2 separate regions of the Mus musculus genome follow, and region 1 is linked to region 2. A link is a contact called in public HiChIP or PLAC-seq data. All regions are on one chromosome and are shown on one strand. Each heading gives the region's core, a stretch centred on a gene start, on an enhancer-like site or on the middle of the called end of the contact. The rest is flanking DNA. Distances are from core to core; before and after follow the strand shown. Region 1 has its middle 45 kb from the start of Lacc1. Region 2 overlaps Nufip1 (nuclear fragile X mental retardation protein interacting protein 1).

Evidence for each region. HiChIP or PLAC-seq counts read pairs in DNA pulled down with a chosen protein or histone mark.
Region 1: an H3K27ac HiChIP or PLAC-seq map of embryonic stem cells shows a contact between it and region 2, with 5 times the contacts expected there. The contact joins two enhancer-like sites. A contact is called at or near these places in 1 of 39 promoter capture datasets (second pharyngeal arch cranial neural crest), 12 of 484 Hi-C or Micro-C datasets (the STO cell line, astrocytes, cardiomyocytes and 6 more), 2 of 115 datasets of contacts at active chromatin or transcription factors (both in embryonic stem cells) and 1 of 9 other capture datasets (embryonic stem cells).

The regions. Positions count from the first base shown.
Region 1 is chr14:76,988,226-76,994,921 of GRCm38.p6, reverse strand. No RefSeq gene overlaps it. Among named protein-coding and RNA genes, the nearest start is that of Lacc1, 45 kb to the left of the region's middle. Within about 2 kb of position 3,066, at least 12 of the 459 cell types and tissues checked have an H3K27ac peak or open chromatin away from gene starts, as enhancers often do. A contact at or near this core is called in embryonic stem cells, where this site is marked.
Region 2 is chr14:76,135,071-76,141,123 of GRCm38.p6, reverse strand. Nufip1 (nuclear fragile X mental retardation protein interacting protein 1) reads right to left here. Exons shown (of 10, transcript NM_013745.5): 10 at 3,745-6,053. Among named protein-coding and RNA genes, the nearest start is that of n-TEttc6, 15 kb to the left of the region's middle. Within about 2 kb of position 2,468, at least 4 of the 459 cell types and tissues checked have an H3K27ac peak or open chromatin away from gene starts, as enhancers often do. A contact at or near this core is called in embryonic stem cells, where this site is marked.

The sequences.
Region 1 (6,696 bases), core at 1,817-4,316, 850 kb before region 2:
TGTGCACTTGGTTTTCACAATGAGTTTCATGTTGCTTGCTTGGAGTCCGGATTTTGGCCCTTTCCACATACAGTTAGGGTAAGACTACTGCATGCCAGTATCAAGTCACTTTTTCTTTCCCTCTCCCCAGAAGGACCATGCCCAAGTTGGCTCAGTACTGGCTGTCTGCCTTGGTGTAGTGAATTCCAGAAGACCAGGCTAGACTCTGAACATTGTTTGCCTTCCTTGAACCTGAGCATTGGAGCTGGGTTGGACCTTATTTCCCAGTTGCTTTCACTGTAAAAGCTGTTACAAACATTTCAGTAGATCGCTGATAGAATAAAACTAGGAAAAAATGTGCATGGCTCAAGTTCTGCTTCCATAATGGCTCAGAGAGTGATTTACATAATCTATAGGAGATGAATATCTTTGGAGAATGTTGTCTTCTTACTACTTTTAATTTTTATTTTGTTTTTAACTATTTACTTATGTATTTTTGAAGCAAGGTCTTGCTTTGTAGCCCTGGCCTATCCAGAACTTGATATGTAGCCCAGGTTGGCCTCAAGGAGGAGATAATCCTCCTGCCTTTGCCTCTGAAGTGCTGGGATCGCAGGCATGCACCACCAGACCTGGGTTCTTAATACTGACATATGGTCAAACATATTTATGGATTGTAGTTTGCTATTGCAGGTATGTGTAGAATGTATAATGATCAAATAAAAGTGGTGACTACTTCTCCCCTTTTATCATTTCCTGAAGCGTTTGAATTTGTCTTTTCTAGTTCTTCATAGAACATATAATAGATTGAAGGGATGTCTAGCCTTTTGATGTTGTGTCACAAATGATGTCATCTATAAAGTTCATGACTGAAAACCATTAAATAAAATTACAAAAGAAGAAAAATGAAAAAACAAAAAAGCAACTTCTCATAAGGTTTCGAGTAAGTTTTCATGGTGAATCACATTCATAGTTACCCTGAAGCCAATGCAGTCCGCGGGCTTTAGGTTGGGCACAGTGTAAAACAAACTTGCCTCCTGGCACTTTAAAACACTGTGAATTATTCTTCCCATCTAACTGCTTGTGTCCGGTATCTAACCTTCTTTATTTCTGCTCCCTTTCCTAGGCTCTAGTAACCACTGTCTACTCTTCTTGAAGCCTAATATTCTATCATTCAAGATATATAGTATTTGTCTTTCTGTGCCTGGTTTATGTCATTAAGTATAAAGTCTTTTGGTTTGATCCATTTTGTTGCAAATGACACAATTTCCTTCTTTTTTGTAACTGAATAAGATCCAGTTGTACATAAGTCTCTTAATATATGCTGGTGGATATACCTGTGTTGATTACCAATCTTGGCTATTTGGAGTAGTGCTGCAGTAAACACGGGGGCGGGGGTGTCAGTTACACCCTTTGGATATTTATTCAGGAGTGGGATAGTTGAATCCTATGAAAATCAGAAATGGAGTCTCAGGTTTGCCTGGCTTCTGAGAATGCCATCATTTTTACAGTAGGAGGCAAGGCAATAGAATATTTTAGAATAGCATCTCCGTAAGTACATAAGTAGGCCATAGATGTATGGTACCAGGTCTAGCAAGAATTGAAACACTTCAAGCTCAGTATGGTGGCATGTATCTATAATCCTAAGCACCGCAAGGCTGCGGCAGGAAGATGGCTTTAAATTCAAGGCCATCTTGGGCTACATAGTGAGTTCCGGGATAACCTTGGCTATAAAGAAAAAGCTTCTAGTGTTTGTTAACTGAAGACTGCCCACACTCCAGAACCAGCCTGCCTTCTGCAGCTCAGCCAGCAGTCACATCATCACCAGCCACCAACACCACGCATTTCCACTGTCCTTGTGGGGTGCATACCCTTTATGAAACCCATGCTGCACAGCTTGCCCTCTTCTTGTCCATCCTCAGTCTGAGGCAGCCATTCATTCTCTCCACCACCCACCCCAATAAATCTCCTGCGCTGGGTCCGTTCTGTGCTGTGATCTTTGCGACATTCCTTGCCCTCTGATTGCCTGCAAATCCCTAATACCTAGTTGAAAGAAAACTATGCATCCATTAGCTATGCATGTAAATAAATGCATCTATATGTATACATGCATGTGTATATGTTTTACTGTTCTATATATTCTTTGAAAGAGATAAATAAATGGAAAATGTTATTGGCCTTGTTCCTTTGGATCAAAGATTTCTTTTTTATCATGACATAAATCACTTGATACAGATAAAGAGCCAGAGTAATTTCAGAGGAGAATGTTCAGCCTACTTCTATGCTAATAATGGATCCTACCTCATGGCTATTTTTGAAAAACTCCTCAGCCTGTTTAAAAAGGCTGGAATTTATCAATTTGAATATTTCCATGACACCAGCTTTATATTTCTCCATCTGAACTTCACATAATTGCTTCTGACTAGAAGATAGGTAATTTGCCTAGCTTCTTTATTTAAAAAAAAAAAATCAAAAACCAACAAGGCAAAATGTGGAGAGTTTCCAAGATTATTTCTATTCTTTTCTTTACCTTGTTAAAGCTAAACTACTTAAATAGCCAATTCCAACTAATATCTATTCTCTTAACTATTCTGAAAGTTTGTAGGATTGTAGTTTTTTTTTTTTTTAATTGGGATCTACAGAAAACTTGTGTAACTTACACTACCTTCTCTTAGAAGTTGCATCCTGGGCTGGAGAGGTGGCTTAGCGCTTAAGAGCACCAACTGCTCTTCCAAAGGTCCTGAGTTCAAATCTCAGCAACCACATGGTGGCTCACAACCATCCTAACAAGATCTGACACCTTCTTCTGGAGTGTCTGAAGACAGCTACAGTGTATTCACATATAATAAATAAATAAATCTTTAAAAAAAAAAAAAAGAAGTTGCATCCTTTTTTTTTTTTTTTTTTTTTTTTCAAGACTCAGCCATGTCTCTCCCATAAAGACTGAATTGTTTTGCAGGTTTCCTACTTTGGAGTATTCTATCAAATTTCCTTCAAGCTGTTGATTCAATCATTGCACCCTGCATTGTAAGTATGAGTCAACTAAACTTATCATAATGTCTTCCTTCTCTTTATTTTGAGGAATTGGATTAGCATGCTAATGGATTTCTTTTCTGTGAGTCAGCCTTATTATTTTTATGGTGAAAGTTCCTGCTTTGTTTGGACATCTCTGGATTTAATTTCATTGATGAATGGTGGTTGAACTTTTCTTTCCCTTGCATGAGATCCTTTGTTTTGTCCTTTCCTTTTCTCTTTCTTCCTATGTAGGAGTCCCATGCTATTGCTCATCTCTGAAAGATAGTTCACACATTGTTCAGGTATATAATTCCAGCTTCCTTTGTCCTACAGTATGAAAAAAAAAACCCAACAACAATTAGATTAAAAGTCTTTGAAAATGAATGCAAGAGGTTGAGAGAAATAACCTGAATTTTCTAAGAACTTTCAGTATGTGAGCATCAGAACCAGACCCCAAAAGCTTTCCCTCTGATCTCAGGTTCTTTTGTTGTGGGTTGTGTTGTCTCTACGTTGAAGGAGAACAATGGCTGGGAGACAAAAGGCAAAGGAAGATCTTCCAGTATAGATACTGCCTTTCCCTTGGGTCACTGAGAGTCCATTGGTATTCTAAAGGAATGACATTACCATTTTTATCAATCATCCATTAATTACATATGCTGCTATGGGCATGTAGGGATGCAGATACCAACCGATATTTACTGAACAAAACCTTGTCCAGGAACTTGCCATATCATCTAATTTCTCACTATTATCTTTTAAGAGGATAACTGCTAATCTCATTTTCCAAACAAACAAAGAGACACAGAAATAAAATGACTTCCCAAAGCCATAAAGCTAGTAGTAAATATGTAAGTTCAAGAACTCAGGTGACCCTAAATTCATTTAATTTTTATTGTATAACAGAGCATGTTCATTAACACCTTTACATGTGCCCAAATGTCACATGTTATCTGATCCAAGTTCTACAAAGCACTTAGAGTAGATATATCTGTAGACCTAGAAAGTAGCTTAACAGTGCTTCTGCCCAGGGTAGAGAGAAAGGTCATGTCTGAGAATGGGCACATTCCTTTTTGTAAGCAAAGACACAGTGAAACCACAAAAGTAAACTGCTCTGTGGGTTGGTTGAAAGAAAGGTTTACTGGTGACCAAGCAGCCAATGCTATCTCATAGGAAGGGGAGGCACAGGAAAAAGCAAAATGGAAGGAAGAAAGAAAGAGAGAGAGAGAGAGAGAGAGAGAGAGAGAGAGAGAGAGAGGAGAAGAGACCATGACAAGGAAGTAAGCTCAGGAAGGAATTTGACATTAGAGCATGACAAAAGAGTAAGTTCAGGCAGGGACCTGACATTGGCCAAGGACAAGGAAGTAAGAATCTGGTTTTAGGGTAGAACAAAGAAGTAGGCTCAGATATCTTGATCATCCTTAGAAACAGCCGGAGTGATCACGGGGCTTTGTGTTTATTGTCTTGCTTGTTCCTTGACTATTGTCTTTCTAGTTGCTTATTGTACTGCTCACCCTTAATACTTGCATGTAATTAAAATGGTATAAAAAGCAGATTGGGAAAATTAAATTTGCCTTCAGTCTCAGAATTGATGGGGGTCATGCTACAGTGTTATCTAACTGTCTTTTTTCATTTCCCCCCCCCCTTTTTTTTTTAAAGATAAGCATCTATTTTCTTTTTTTTCCCAATTTTTATTAGGTATTTTCTTCATTTACATTTCAAATGCTATCCCAAAAGTCCCCCATACCCTCCCCGCCTCCTACCCACCCACTCCTCACTCCCGCACTGGAGAACCTGTTGACTGACTGAGCAGGCTTGGTCAGAGACACCTTAGGTAACAAACACACAACACCAGAAAAGAAGCCCTTCATGTTGTATTGTAGTTAAAATGCTTCATGTATAGAGCAGAGAAGGAATATTGGCAGGAGAGAGACAGACAGACAGACATTGGGTTATATATAAAACCATACCCATAAGAGTAAGTATGGAATTCTCAGTAGAAACTCTTAAAAGCCAGGAGGCTCACAATACTGGGCTTTAATCTCTGAAAGATAATGTCAACCAAAATTACTTTACCCAGCAAAACTATCCTTCATAATTGAAAGAGAAAGAAATACATTTCCACAATAAACATACAACAAAGAAATGTATAATCTCCATACCAGCAGAATGCCTGGAGGAAATGTATACAGTGAAGATAAAGACATCTATGAGTTTACAAGGCAGAATTAAACTCTACAAGAAGACTAAATATAAAAGATGATGATTAGGAAAATATCAAATACTACAAAAAATGGATGACTGGTTACAGCTCCACAATACACCTGAACATTAGTAATCTCAATTCTTCAATAAAATGATACAGACTAGCAGGTTGTATTAAAATTCAAGATCCAGCCATTTCTTGCCTGCAAGAGGTATTTGTTTTCCCTCACTGGTGAAAATGAACAGAGCTTTACAGTAAAAGGATGGGAGAAGGCATTCCATGAACAGAGAACCAGGAAGCAAGCAGCTATCAGTGTACTGAGGTCATCATACACAGCAAGCTTCGAGCCAACAGCAGTGAGGAGAGAAAACAGCTACTTCATATTGATCAAGGGAACATTTCACTAAGATGATACAGCAGCTCAGTATGTGTTTACTAGATTTCAGCAATCCACTTTCATAAAATAAACAGGACTGTATGTTAAGACACAGATCGGCCTTAACGTAGCTGTAGTGGGTGACTTCAGTACCCCATTTGCTCCAATATATGAACTATGAAGACAAAAAAAATTAACAGATAAGCATTAGAGTTAAACAACATTCTATATCAAATGGACCTAAAAAACCATCTATAGAACAGACTACCAAATATTTCAGAATGCTCATTCTCACCAATGCATGGGAGTGTTCTTTCTCTAAAATAGGCTGTATTTTAGGTCATAAATCAAATCTTAACAAATACAGGAACATTGAAATGATTTTTGGTATTCTATCTAATCACAGTAAATAAAACTAGAAACCAACAGCGAGAGAAACCACAGAACTTTGTGCAAACGCATGGAAATTGAACAGCACATTATTAAATGAGGAACAAAAAAAATGGGGAAACCTCAGGGAATCTTACATCTTCCTCTGGCCTCCACAGGCACCCACACTCATGTACATACACCCCCACACATGCACAAAATTAAAAAGAAAATATCTTTTAAAGGAGAAAATAAAACAAACCCAGAAAATCCTCATAGAAACACAAAAGACCCCAAATGGGCAAAGCAATCCCAATTAAAAGCAGCAATACTGGAATCATCACAGTATCTAATGTCAAATTACACTACAGAGCCATAGTGACCAAAACACAGCTGAGACAACAGGGAAAAAAGACACACAGCTACAGCTACTTGGTTTCTGATGAAGATGCAATAAAACCTATATGGGAGAAAAGACAGACTCTTCGATAAATGATGCTGCAAAACTTAGTCCTCTCACTCAACAGATAACAAATCAATAATAAATAGATCAAATGACTTCATGTACAATCTGAAACTCCAAAAGTGTCAGAGAAAAGCATGTCAGGCGTTAAACACAGCCAAGGACCAAGAGAGGGCATTCACTCCTTCCGTTCTCCTCAGAAAAGGGCAGGTCTCCCACAGATATCAACCAGCCTGGCCACATGAAATTGCAGTAAGAACAGGCACATCTTACTTACAGATCCGGAAGCAAAAC
Region 2 (6,053 bases), core at 1,219-3,718:
CAATCTAAGATGCTGGAATCCAAACAAGCTCTTTCCGGCTACTGTGGCGTGAGTAAAGCCTCGCATGAGGCCTGCAGGAAACACTCCCAGGATATAGAGCAGGGGCCAGGGCTTGGGAGACGGAGCTGCAGAGCTACACAAATTGTAGCTTTGAAAAGGACAAGGGCTTCCAGTGCACGAGAAGCCTTAAGTCCACAGCCAAGTTCTCCCATGTGTCCTGGGGGGCCACCAAGTGCCAAGGTCAAGGCTGTGGATTTCTCTGTGGACAGAATGTGCTGGAGAAACTGGTCAGGAAGCACGGATAACCCTTTGGGTGTCTGAAATGAGGTAGCTCTCACAACCCTAGGCTCACACATGGGCACACACGGACACGTGTCCACCACTGACCTCCAGATGTTCTCTGTGGCTGACAGCCACGTGAAAAAATCTACATGGATCTAACCTGGCTGTTACATCTGCCAAGCACTGGCAGAATGTGCTGCCTGTAAACATCTGGGTGCTGAGAGCAGCCCTAGGGACTGAAGTAGGTTTGAAAAACAAAGGAGAAAACAAAGAGAAAAGCATGATACATAGAAAATACAGAACAATGTGATAGGAGATAATTTGAACATTTCAAGAATTTCAATTAATGCTAGCAGATGAAATTCCTCAGGCTGTTCCAAGGCAGGAGTAATGGCTCAGCAGCTCAGAGCATTTCCCAAGGACCCAAGTTCCAGTCCCAGCACCAACTTCCCGTAACTCCAAGGACCTGACAGCTTCTGTCCTCCACACAAGTGGCATATACTCACATACACTTAAAATAAGTAAGTAATTAAGTAAGTAAGTAAATAAATAAATAAATAAAAGCCGGGTGTGGTGGCGTACGCCTTTAATCCCAGCACTCAGGCAGAGGCAGGCGGATTTCTGAGTTCAAGGCCAGCCTGGTCTACAAAGTGAGCTCCAGGACAGCCAGGGCTACACAGAGAAACCCTGTCTCGAAAAACAAACAAACAAACAAACAAAAAAATAAATAAATAGAACTTTTATTACATTAATTGGAAAAAAGGGTTAAAAATATCAAAGATACTAGTGACAAGAGTATTTCAATTATAAAAGGTACAATTTGCCAAGTCATACAGTGCTCTCAGAAATCAATGAGCAAAACCATAGAAATAACAGGTCTGAGTAATTAGCGAGCAAAATACCCAAACCCTTGTATCCCCAAACTGGCAAAGCTCAAATATTTACAAATATTTAACATTTATTCCACAAGAAAAATATACATGATATATTCTACTCATTTGTAAATGTCAAACAAAGTTATTGTTAAAAATAAAGATAGGGGCTGGAGAGATGGCTCAGTGGTTAAGAGCACTAACAGCTCTTCTAGAGGTCCTGAGTTCAATTCCCAGCAACCACATGGTGGCTCACAACCATCTGTAATGGGGATCTGATGTCCTCTTCTGATGTGTCTGACAGCTACAGTGTACTCATATGAATAAAATATATGTATCTTAAAAAAAAAAAAAAAAAGCTGGGCAGTGGTGGTGCACGCCTTCTTTAATCCCAGCACTTGGGAGGCAAAGGCAGGCGGATTTCTGAGTTCGAGGCCAGTCTGGTCTACAGAGTGAGTTCCAGGACAGCCAGACAGCCAGAGCTATACAGAGACCCTGTCTAGAAGAAAACCAAATAAAATAAAATAAAATAAAATAAAATAAAATAAAATAAACTGGGCAGGGAGATGGATCCTCTGACCCATCCTTAATGCTTTCTATACAAGCGTTAAGACCCAAGTTCAAATTCCCACGAAGTATATAACAAGCTGGGCGTGGCCACACTCAGGCCTGTTAACACCAGTGCAGCACTGGAACACACAGGAGGATCTGGGATTACTGGCTAGCAGGCTAGCTGCAGCCTCGACCCTCCTCTATCCTCCAAGTGCTTATGATCACACACACACACACACACACACACACACACACACACACACACACACACGACAACCAGTCTGTAATCCTCACTGGAAAGACAACAGATTCTAGATCAAAAGCCTGTCGGATGCAGCCAAGTCAGAACTCAGAAGTGCGGTTTTAGTCTTAAATACATCTATTACAACACCACGCAAATGAGCTGCTGAGGTGGCACACACACACCTTTTATTGCAGCACTTGGGAGGCAGAGACAGGTCCATTTCTGTGAGTTATAGGCTAGCCATGGCTACACAGTAAGACCCTGTTTCAAAGAAAAAGATAGAAAAAGAAATAAATGGTGAAAGTAAAATGATTCATATCCAGATATACTTGTTAATTGTTATTATTCTCTGAAATACTGAAATGTAGTATTTCATGCAGGCATCTGTGATCCACTTATAAACTCTAAGCTCGTGGAATTCTTGTGCTATTGTGAACCGCTGACTCACTGTACGTTACAGATCAGCTAGGCTGTTGAGGCCCTTCTTCCTAGATGAACTGCATTGAGAATCACAGCAGGGAACTTACAAAGGGTAAGCAAGCAGTTTCTAAAACTCAAGGAAGACCTACTCAATTTTCCACCTATACCACAAACAACTTGTACCCCACAGCTAAGCACACAACAGAATGACAAGAGCACAGAATGACGGGGCACAGTAGCTTTCCCAAGTAAGGTAAAGTTAACTGGGAAAATGGGATGAACCAGTACAACTGGTCTGGGAATTGACTGATCCTGAATCTTTTTTTTTTTTTTTTTAAGATTTATTTATATGTAAGTACACTGTAGCTGTCTTCAGACACTCCAGAAGAGGGAGTCAGATCTCTTTACGGATGGTTGTGAGCCACCATGTGGTTGCTGGGATTTAAACTCTTGACCTTCGGAAGAGCAGTCGGGTGCTCTTACCCACTGAGCCATCTCACCAGCCCGATCCTGAATCTTTATCTGTGATCAGTGATGCCGGGCATTCTAGGGTCCTGGAGAGGCCAGGGCTAACACAAAGCAGTTTCCCCTTTTGTCTTGCAAATAAGATCTACAAACTTCAATAATCTAATATCAGATAAAATTGATTTTTCAACTACAGTAACAGACTGGTTTTTCAGAATCCTAGCCTCTCTACCTGTCAAAAGGTAGAAGTGGGACTAGAGAGGTGGCTCAGTGGTTAAGAGCACCGGCTGCTCTTCTAGAGGATATGGGGTCAACTCCCAGTACCCACATGGCAGCTCCCATCTCTCTGAAACTCATCTCAGGATACCTGAGGGCCTTGTCTGATCTCCAGACACTAGGCACACACATGGTGCATAGACATAGATGCAGGTAGAATCCACGTACATGAAATAAAATAATAATTTTAAAGTGGAATGCTAATATAATGGTGGAAAACCTGATCCCATGGCATCACAGGAGACAAGGTCTCAATAACTCGTCAGTTGGGGGGGGGGTTTGGGAGGGAGGGACATATGACATGAAAACAGGGGACTGTTTGGGGGGCAGGCAGGACTGAGGAAGTCAGTATGATAAAGTGTCATAGCAGAAGCTGAATCTTCCTGATTAATTTGATGTTTATTTTTGAGTTTTTATTTATCATTGTCTTAGTTCAGGTTTTACAGCTGTGAACAGACACCATGACCAAGGCAACTCTTATAAGGACAACATTTAATTGGGGCTGGCTTACAGGTTCAGAAGTTCAGTCCAGTATCATAAAGTGTCCTGGCCCGTGGGACAGTCTAACAGGGTCTGATGAACCACCTGTGGAGAGAATGAGAGGCGAGAAACACAAGGACGGACAGCAAGTCTGATTGATCAAGCTGTCAAATTTTTATTATTCCCAGGCAGGTTTTATGCCCACAGAAGCAGGATATGGGGAGGGGGGTGATGCAGAATCGCTTTGTTTCTGGGGGAAACACACCTGTTCCCAAAAGCAGGATATTGGTAAAAAGTCAGCAGGGGAAACAGAACAGAATGGGTTGCTAGGTACCTGTTCTTAACTGGGGGTAGTACTTTCCCACAGAGGCCTCAACTTCTTCCCACAGAAATCTCATATTAATCTCTAAGCTAGTACTCGTCCACTAAGGCCAAAGCTTTGTGAGTAAGCACTTACGGCTGACGAGGCAGTTAACAAACAGGGTCGCTCCCAACAATAAAGGTGGGAGCATGGCAGCATCCAGGCAGGCATGCTGCAGGAATTGCTGAAAGCTCTACATCTTCATCTGTAGGCCTCTAAGAGAAGACTCCCTTCCAGGCAGCTAGTGTCTAAAGCCCAGCCCACAGCGACACACCTACTCTAACAGGGCTATACCTCCTAACAGTGCCATTCCCTGGGCCAAGCATATACAAACCATCACAATCATCATAGGTTTGCATACATGTGTTGTGTTGTATACATGTGTGTATATATGTATTTGTGTATAATGAGTGTGTACACATGTGTGTGCGTGCACATATGTATGTTTGTGTGTGTGAGAGACAGAGACAGACAGACAGAGCAGTCATGGAGGTCAAGGGTACAACTCTGTGGAGTTGGCTCTCTCCATTTTTATGTAGGGTTTTTGAGACAGAACTCGGTGTCAGGCTTGTGTGTAAAGTGCTCTACCCACTGAGCCTCTTTAAAATACTACCCTTGGTCACTGTTAAATAACTCTTGAATTGAAACAAAATATATCTCCCTTATATATATCTGGCTAAATCAAGCATTTTAAAAAGCTTTCCCTATTACCCAGTATCTTCAACTCTTAATTAACTCAACCACAGTCTTCCTTCCTTACATGACAGCAATATGGAAAATAAATAAATAAATAAATAAATAAATAAATAAATAAGGTATTCCCAGCAAATGCTACACAGCCAGCTTCTTCAACTGTGGATGTGTGCAACTGCGTGGCAACAGTAAAAGGCAGAAATGCACAATGACCACAAGTCAATTCAAAATCCAATGTGCAATGAATCTAAAGTGATTCTGGCTGCACACGCTGGGGCTGTGTCCTGTGACTTCGCTGTGGCTTTAAGCCTGAGCACACACTCCGCACTGCGCCTACCATCACACTACAAATGGCACCTCAAACCTAAGCTCAGACTCCAGACAGCTGTAGGTCTGTGAACTGCAGCCTCTCTTACGACGTCGTCTTCTGCTCTCACGGTTTGGCTATAGAAAACCAAGACTTGTAATATTTGCCTCTTGCTATGCTTCACACGTTCATATCAAATCAGTGTATGATTAGGCTCCATGGTGTTTGATTTTAAAAACTGCTGTTTGCACTGCTGACTTGAGCATCAAAAAACAAAACAAAACAAAACAAAACTCCTTATAATTTTGGCTTGAGATTAGGACAGAATTTCCATCAATTTCTAAAATGGCATCTTACATTATTCTGCCATTTTGCAATACATACTTATACAAAAGCAGTGTTTCAACATTAACAATTACAAAATCAGTCAACTCTGGAAAAGTCTGAAGATGTTCTACGTCCTGCAACATCAACCTCAGCCAAGATGTAATTCTTAAATGAAAAAAACGAAACAGGATCATTCACCTGATTGGTATGCAAATATGCTTCTCTTTAATAAATGAAATTATATGCACACCAAAGAATTATATTAAAGTCATTTCCTTTACGGCTTTCTATCAGTAACGTTTGATTTGTATACCAGTCTACCAGTGACATTTGATTTGTATACCTGTCTACCAGTGACGTTTGATTTGTATACCTGTCTACCAGTGACGTTTGATTTGTATACCTGTCTACCAGTGACGTTTGATTTGTATACCTGTCTTGTTACTTATCTAAGCCTGGGGTCATACAGAGATTCCTTGGACAAAAGGAGGTCACTAGTGGAAAGCTTAAGAACCCCATTCAGCGGGGCCTGGAGAGATGGCTCAGCGGTTAAGAGCACTGGCTACCCTTCCAGAGGTCCTGAGTTCAAATCCCGGTAACCACATGGTGGCTCACAACCATCTATAAGATCTGATGCCCTCTTCTGGCACACAAGTGTACATGCAGAGAAAGCACTGATACATAAACAAATCTCTTTAAAAAAAAAAAAAAGCCTACTCAGTTACCTCCCACCCCCCAATGACACAGACACACTATGTAAAAAAGACCAGCTAT